2 separate regions of the Mus musculus genome follow, and region 1 is linked to region 2. Evidence: chromatin contacts called from public HiChIP or PLAC-seq data. All regions are on one chromosome and are shown on one strand. The core of a region is the stretch at or near the end of the contact, and the rest is flanking DNA. Distances in the headings are between cores, read along the strand shown.

The links. HiChIP or PLAC-seq counts read pairs in DNA pulled down with a chosen protein or histone mark.
Region 1: an H3K27ac HiChIP or PLAC-seq map of embryonic stem cells shows a contact between it and region 2, with 11 read pairs. The contact joins the promoter of Bmerb1 here to the promoter of Mpv17l in region 2. A contact is called at or near these places in 3 of 39 promoter capture datasets (cranial neural crest, embryonic stem cells and macrophages), 1 of 15 datasets of contacts at CTCF or cohesin (the NIH/3T3 cell line), 11 of 484 Hi-C or Micro-C datasets (cerebral cortex, cortical neurons, embryonic stem cells and 3 more), 6 of 115 datasets of contacts at active chromatin or transcription factors (all in embryonic stem cells) and 2 of 9 other capture datasets (adipose tissue and pancreatic islet).

Annotation. Positions count from the first base shown.
Region 1 is chr16:13,984,514-13,988,236 of GRCm38.p6, reverse strand. Bmerb1 (bMERB domain containing 1) reads right to left here and starts at 1,600. Exons shown (of 6, transcript NM_144518.3): 1 at 1,344-1,600. The coding sequence starts at 1,446. Ifitm7 (interferon induced transmembrane protein 7) reads left to right here and starts at 1,370. Exons shown (of 3, transcript NM_001270718.1): 1 at 1,370-1,607.
Region 2 is chr16:13,938,679-13,942,690 of GRCm38.p6, reverse strand. It overlaps Mpv17l (Mpv17 transgene, kidney disease mutant-like), which reads right to left and starts at 2,026. Exons shown (of 4, transcript NM_033564.3): 1 at 1,668-2,026. The coding sequence starts at 1,977.

The sequences.
Region 1 (3,723 bases), core at 351-2,850, 46 kb before region 2:
GAACATGGCAATCTAACAATACAAGGCAGCCATGGGTGGTATTATTTAGAGCGTATAAACCACAGACCTGCAACCTCTAGGTTACCTCAAAGTGCCAAAGCTAAAGGATTTAGGAAGGATGAAGCAGGAGAAAGGACCTAGGTCTAAAAGGAGAAAGAAAATGTAAGAAAGAAAGAGGTTGGAAGCATCAGAACACCCATTATAGCAGGAACGAAGACATTTGAACTTGAAATAGAAACACAATATAGCTTGAGTCCATAGTTACAAGAATGGAGAAAACAATCACAAAGGCATGTGCGCGAGTGTGCACACACACACACACACACACACACACATTCACACACATTCACACATTCACACTTTCTCCCAAGTGAGGTAGAAAAGGAGCTGATTGACAATGCTTTAAGTACATGTAGCTCAATGGCTGCTGCTGGGGAAGAGCACTAAGCCTAGAGACCCAGTCAGAGCAGGTAGCTTTAGGGTTCCTTAGAAGGCAAGAGGGCTGCAGGCTATACCAGGTCTGCTGGGCAAGCCATACCAGAACAGGAGGCAGAGTGGAGGACATTTGGAAGCTCCTAGAGTCAGGGACATCAATGACCTTAGACTTTCCAGATAGCCTCCACTGTTTGCAGAGTTTCAAGTATTGTGTCCAACAAATTGAAAGCAAAAGTCTTGGATTCATTTACAGATGTTTGTTGATACCAAAACACCAAAGAGAGAGCCAGTAAGTACAGAGGTCTGCTTCAAAACCGCTTTCAAGAGCTGAACCAAACCAAATCGTATCATTGAGTCAAGAGCTAACAGAGTGGGGGAGGGGGGTTGCACAGCGCTAACCTTGCCCTTTGCCTGCTCTTTCATCTCTCCTCTGACCCAAGAGGAGGTGGGACAATGCTGGAATTTCAGCTATGCTCTGAACCTCAAGGCTGAAAGAGCACACAGACACTCCCCCATTTCTGTATGTGGGGCTTTCAAAGCTGCCCTTGGCTCCTGCGCCCTCAAGCATCCTAACACTCTAGCGTTCCTCCTCCTGGGATGCAGGAAAGACGGTCCTTCGCAAAAGCTGCCTCCGGCTGCCGGATCTCGGACTCCTTAGTCCAGTACAGCTGGACTCCTAGCTTAGCTGCCTCGCGATTTCCAGAGGAGCCTCCCAGTACAGCCCAGCCCTGGAGGGTCCCCTCTTTTGTTTGTAGGGAGAACCTACAAACTGCTGTTGTGCAACACTGGAAGCCCAGCTGCGGGGGCGCTTCCCGTCTGCCAGCCTGCGTTCCGGTCTGCTCTAGGGGGCCCCAGTTCAGCACGCGAGTCCCCAACTGTCCCCACCCGTTCCCTGCCCGAACACTCACTTCCCAGTCCCTCCGCTTTCCATGCTGTCTCCTCCACCGCCCCATAACGCCTGAGAGGCTTCTCGGCTTCCAGATGAACAGACAGAGATTGCTTTAACTCCATTGCTGTTCCCCGCGGGCAGGTCCAGGGGTCTGGTTCACTCCATCCCTGCTGAAGGCTGCGGGGAGGAAGGCAGCTCAGATCGGCAGTGTTTTAATGGGCCCGGCGTTGCTGAGGAAGCTGCTCCATCTCTTCAATCTCCAGCACCTGAAAGCTCCCAACTGGTACCCAGGATGGGGGAGGGATGCATAACACATGCGCAATGGAAGCTGGAGGGGGGAGGTTTGGGGGCTGGGTAGGGAGAAAGAGGGACAGATGATAAACTCTCTAGAACAACAAAAACAAAAACAACTAAAATAAAATCACCCCCAAATGAAACAAGAATAAGGCACCTGCCCACACTGAAACCAGTAGATAGGCTTTCTGTGGATGGATCTAGCATTGTGGGTGACTGGGGATCTGTTAGAGGGCTGGTAGGTTTCAAGCGTGATTGGTGAGCCAGAACAGTATCTGTAGATGTGATGATCCTTCTTTGTAGACAAGCCCAAGTATGGACCGCTGCTTTCAGATTCTGTTGTTTGCAGTTATGTGCATGTTTTGAATATAAAAGGGGGACAGCAGCTACGTGTGTGTGTGTGTGTGTGTGTGTGTGTGTGTGTGTGTGTGTGTGTGTGTGTATGTACACCTGTGTCAATCCTGTGCATTTGTATGGAAAGGAACAAGAGAAGCAAATATTTTGTATATAAGGCCAACAAAGCTGTTCAGAACACTGATCTTTACAAACCTGGAAAATAATTGTGACCAAACATAACAGCAATAAAAAAAAAAAAAAAAAAAAAAAACCAGTGTCAGGACTGGCAACAGAGCTCAATTGGTATAACATTCACAGCCTAAGCATGAGGGTCCAAGTCTGATCTACAGGACAGAGCAGGCATTAAAAGAGCAGATACAGCCGGGCGTGGTGGCATGCGCCTTTAATCCCAGCACTCAGGAGGCAGAGGCAGGCGGATTTCTGAGTTCGAGGCCAGCCTGGTCTACAAAGTGAGCTCCAGGACAGCCAGGGCTATACAGAGAAACCCTGTCTCGAAAAACCAAAAACAACAACAACAAAAAAAAACCCAAAAAACAAACAAACAAAAAAAGAGCAGATACAGCTCTAGTCCCAATGCTAGGAGTGAAGGCAGGAGGAACCCCAGGGCTTGCTTGCCCCAAGACACCTTATACCAACTTCTGGCTTACACATGCACACTTTTTGGTTTTAATATAAAGTTAAGGGATGAGAATGCAGCTCAGTTGGCAGAATACTTGCATAATATGCACAAAGCCTTTGGGTCCTATCCCTAGAACTACATGAACCAGGCATGTGATTCTAGCACACAAGAAGAGGCAAGAGGATCTGAAATTCAAATTCATCCTTGGATATGTAGGGTGTTTGTATAGCAGCCTAGGTTACACAAAACCATGAATGAATGAATGAATGAACGAATGAAGTGTTATCAGCAGCTATTGATAAAAGTTAATACTACTTTTTGAATTACTGCTAAACATAGACCATTTCCCAATGTCTCTGTGAAACCTCACACTCCATTCCTGTCTGCTTTACAGAAGATAGAACTGAGGTACAGAGAGATCACTTACCGTATCTCCAAACTGCCGGGGACCTCATCAGCCCTTGAATCAGGCTAGACTGTATGAATTCGGATTCTGCCTCTTATTGTCTTGATTTCCTTGTCTAGTTATATTTAAAGAGCCTAAAAAATATGTATGTGCATGAGCTGGGATGCATGTGGGGAAGTTTATGTGAATGTAAGCACCCTCAGCCGTCAGAAGTATTGGATCCCCTGGAGCTGGAGTTACAGGCAGTTGTGAACCACCAGATATGGCTGCAGGAAACCAAACTTGGGTCATCTGCCAAGGCCATGACTGCTCTTAACTGCTGAGCCATCTCTGCAGCACCTTAACTGTAGTTATATTTTGTATGGAGGGAGAGGAACAAAAAGGCTCTAGGTCAGGGGATGCTGGTGTGCTGTTTAATAGTTATCTTCTGATGCCACCTGGGACACTGGTGTCTATTTTTATGAGTTGGAAATGTGAAACAGTCCAGTTTTCCAGGAAAATGACTTTACCACTTAAAAAGGTTATTGTTTACAGTGAACTCCTAAACAGCTTCAAAAAGTTTTAAAATGTAAACCTAGATTATAGCAACAAGTTTTGTTCTGTTTTGTTTGGGAGTTTGAATTGAGATGGGGTTTCACCATGTGGTCACTTCTGAGAGGCTCTAACCTAATCACATAAAAGCATAAAAATAATATTTTATTTTATTTTATTTTATTTACTAAT
Region 2 (4,012 bases), core at 777-3,276:
TTTCAGCTCACACACCCATGTTCCCCTTCAAGAAGCAGAGGAGACTGAACCAGAAATCTGACAGTAAGACACAGCAACAATCTAGACAGGTGATAGATGAGAAGGCCTCAGGCCTTCATGCTAGGCATCCCCCACTCCCTGGGACAGCACTGTTATCTAATCTCAGAGTAATCATACACACAATCACTATCTATACCAAGATGAAGAACATGGCTAAAAGTCTGGATCATGCTGTCTTCTGGTGAACTTCCAAGCCCTCCATGCCTGTGTTCTCATTATCTGACATGGGAATTGTGAGAGTATCCAACAAATGGTAGCTCAAAGATTAAATCGGAATCTAGCCCATCAAGTCTTAAGTCCTGGCTCCTAACCCCCTCATCACTGCACCAAGCTACAGTAAGCACTGGGATGTGTTTGCAAAGCTGGCTGAGAGATCGCTCGAGAGAACAAGGCACAGAGCTTGGGCAAATCAGAAAAAGCCTCTTGCTCTCTGGTTGTCTATTCTAACTTCACTGACCTTAGCCATGGCATTAGCTGAGACTATAACAGGCCACCAGGTCTTTGATGTTTCCTGTGGGTTATAGAAGGAAAGGAAGTTAATACAAACTCCCTATAATACCTCCCAGAGGAGGGTAAGTTTCTTCTAGATGGTTCGCCTACCTTTATTCGGTTTTAGAAGACATTAACAAGCTGAGCCTGGTGGGTCAAGAATGTCACCCCAACAACTTGGGAGATTTAAGTGGGAGAATCACAAATTCAAGACCAGCCTGAGCAACTCAGTGAGCCCCTGTCTCAGAATTAAAAACGAACTAAAGACTGCAAATATAGTTCAGTTGGCACAGCTTGAGGCCGGAGGGAGGCTTTAGGCTCAGTTGCTGGTGATCTACCATCCCCAATGACAGTCCCTGGAAAAGACTCTCCAAACACGGAGTGGCCCTCCCCAGCTGCCACTGCCTTTTAGGATACAGAAATTGCTAAGGAGACAAAAACCAAGAGACCCTTTGTTGTTCTCAGTAAACCAGGCAGAAAAGATTCCCAAAGCCAGCTCATCCAGCCCGGCTTGAAAACAGCTTCCTCATAGGTACACCACCCCCTCCCATTCTCTGTGTGACCCCACCCCAGGGAAATCTTGTTGCTCAAGCAAGACTAAGACCCTGGAAATGACTTCTGTAATCGCATATTTCACCCACTCTGCCCCCAGAGTCACCACCGATCCCATCACTTTTGAGTTAATGTGCTGGCCGCAGAGCCTCAGGTGTGGCTTTTTCTAGAACAGGTGGAGTCTAGGGATGGAGCTGCTATGGGGCTAAGCTAGGGTCTCTTGAAGATGCTTCTTTCTGGAGGAAAAGTGACCTCTCCCTCCTGAACTCTGTCAACCTCAGCCTCTCAGCTCGGACACCAACCCTCTGAATCCCTGGCACTTGGCATCTCCAGTTCCCCGGCCAGCGGCCCCCAAATTCTTCCTTCTGGAAACCTCAAGTCCTCCAATGTCCAGACCTCCGATCGCTGCTTCAGAACTTCCTTTCAGCCTTAATTCCCGGGCCGCAGAGTTGTCACCTCCTGCCTTAGCCCCAGTGGCTTTAGATCTCCGGTCTCCCCGTTCCCCGCACCCACCCCCACTCCCGAGCCTCCTGCCTGGCCTCCAGTGCCCGGCCCTGGCCCCTCACCGACGTAGAAGGCAGAGAGGGCTATCGGCCCTCCGACAGTCTGATCGCATAGCACCTTGGCCAGGACCGTGCGCGGCGCGCGGCCTGGCAGGGCGCGCTCCAGTAGGCGCAGCCACACGTAGTTGAAGTTTCCGTGGAAGGTCACGGCCAGAGTGGCCACGCGACGCGTCTGGCGCCAGTCGGCTGGGCCTCCCCGCAGTCGCTGCTGCAGGGCATCACCCGCCGAGAAGAGCCCGGCGTAGAGCAGCACGTTAGTGGGCCACGGATAGCGCCGTGCTGCCTGTGGAAACGCGCGCCACCAGCTCGCCATACCTGCCCCGGGTGCCCTCAGGGCCTGCACACCTGACTGCATGCATTTCAAGCGCCAGAGCGATTGGACCTCCCTCTGCACACCCAACCCGCTGGTCCAATCCAGTGACAGCTGGCCACCGAGAGGGCGGAGCTTCTGTGGTGATGTACGGCGTCCACCGGGATGTGACAATTTCCATGAAATTTCCAGGAGAGACATTCAGAAAACAGACTGCCTAGCATGGCATCGGTTCCCCACTACCGCAATAAAAAGTAAGAAAGCAAGCTAGCTCCAAAGTGTCAATGTACTGGAGATGCTGGCATACAGAGAATCATTCTTTTAGCACACAATACATCATCTTACTGGGTCACTATAGGCCGATGTCAGAAGAATGAATTACTGCTGGATGTGCCTATTCTGCCCTCCAGCTTGTGTCTTCGTGACCCCTGACATCCCAAAACAGGCTTGGAGACCCATGGTGTCAGTTCCAGGGGCAAGGGTGAGCATTTGGGGAGCAGGCAGAAGCTCTGACCTTGTGCAACTCATTTTCTCCATGTCTTTTTCTGCCTTACCCTCCTTCTGTGATAGCCAGCCTCTCTTCCAACACTCCCCTCTGTCTTGTTTGTTCACTGTAGTTTTTATTTTTTTAAAAAATCTAGTACCTTTAAAAAGATATTTTCTATTTATTTTTAAATATTCATTAAATTTTACTTTATGTGTATAGGTGTTTTGTCTGTATATCACTTACCATACTAAGTGCCCACAAAGTTACATACCATCATTAGCTGCCATGTGAGTGCTGGGAATTAAACCTGGGTCCTCTGGAAGAGCAACTAGTACTCTCAACCACTGAGTCATCTCTCCTGCCTATTTCAATTACTTACATTCTCTCAATCTCTCCCTCTCTCCCTCTCCCCCCCCCCTCTCTCTCTGTGTGTTGGGGGTGTGGAGATCAGAGGACAATTTTTATTTCTCTCTTTCCACTATGTAAAGTCCTGGGGACTGAATTGAGGATGTCAGGCTACTAAACCCCTTCACCAACTCGGTGCTTGAATTTTGAAATATTTTCAGACTCAGGGAAAATGTAGGAAAATTATACAAAGGAAGCCAGATGTGAGACATACCCTCTCATCCCTACACTTGGAAGGGAGGAGTGCTGAGGCAAATTGCCCAGAGTTTAAGGCAAATTGCCCACTCTAGGCTATAAAACAAGACCCAATTTCAAAACAAACAAACAAAACAAAACAAAAAACAGAAAATAAAAATATACAAATAATTCCCATATAATCTTACTTGTTTTGTTTTGTTTGAGTCAGAGCTCACATTGCCCAGGCTAGCCTCAAATTCCTAATCCTCCTTCTGCTGCTGCTTCCTAAGAGCTAAAGTTACAGGCTTGGGCCACAGTGTTCAGCTACCATATGCTCTTTGCTTGGTCCTCCCCAAGTGTGGCATCTTACATAAGTGTAGTATGATTATCAAAACAAGGAAAAATGTAGGGGTGCAATACAATCTCCCAGTTTACATGCCAATCTTACTTAAGCTGATGTGGGAAGTCACTTTCTCTCATCCAACAACCAAAGCTGGACTGCTATAGTGTTTCCTTAGGTCTTCAACCTGAACCATAGACCAATTCTCTCAAGGATTGTCACTAATTATAAGTCATTTTTTATAAGCTGAATTGTCTCCTATCATATTTTATACATTGAGGCCCTAACTTTTAGCTCTTCAGAATGTGACTATATTTGGAGACCTTAAAGAAGTGATCCAGTTAAAGTGAGGTTCTGAGCTAGGCAATACAGTCTGTACGGTGCCTTCATGAGAGGATACGGATGCAGCAAGAGACACCATGGTGAATTCATATAGAAGAAAAACATAAGATGATAACTGGCTATTTGGTCTATTTGTGGTGTCCTTGCTTGTATTTCTAAGTGGGAGTGGAGGCATAACAGTCAAGGGTTCAAGATTATTTCCAACTATACAGTGAGTCTGAGACAAGCTTGGACTCTATAGACTCTGATTTTATAAACCAAAATGAGGGGCAGCAAGGACAGCTCTG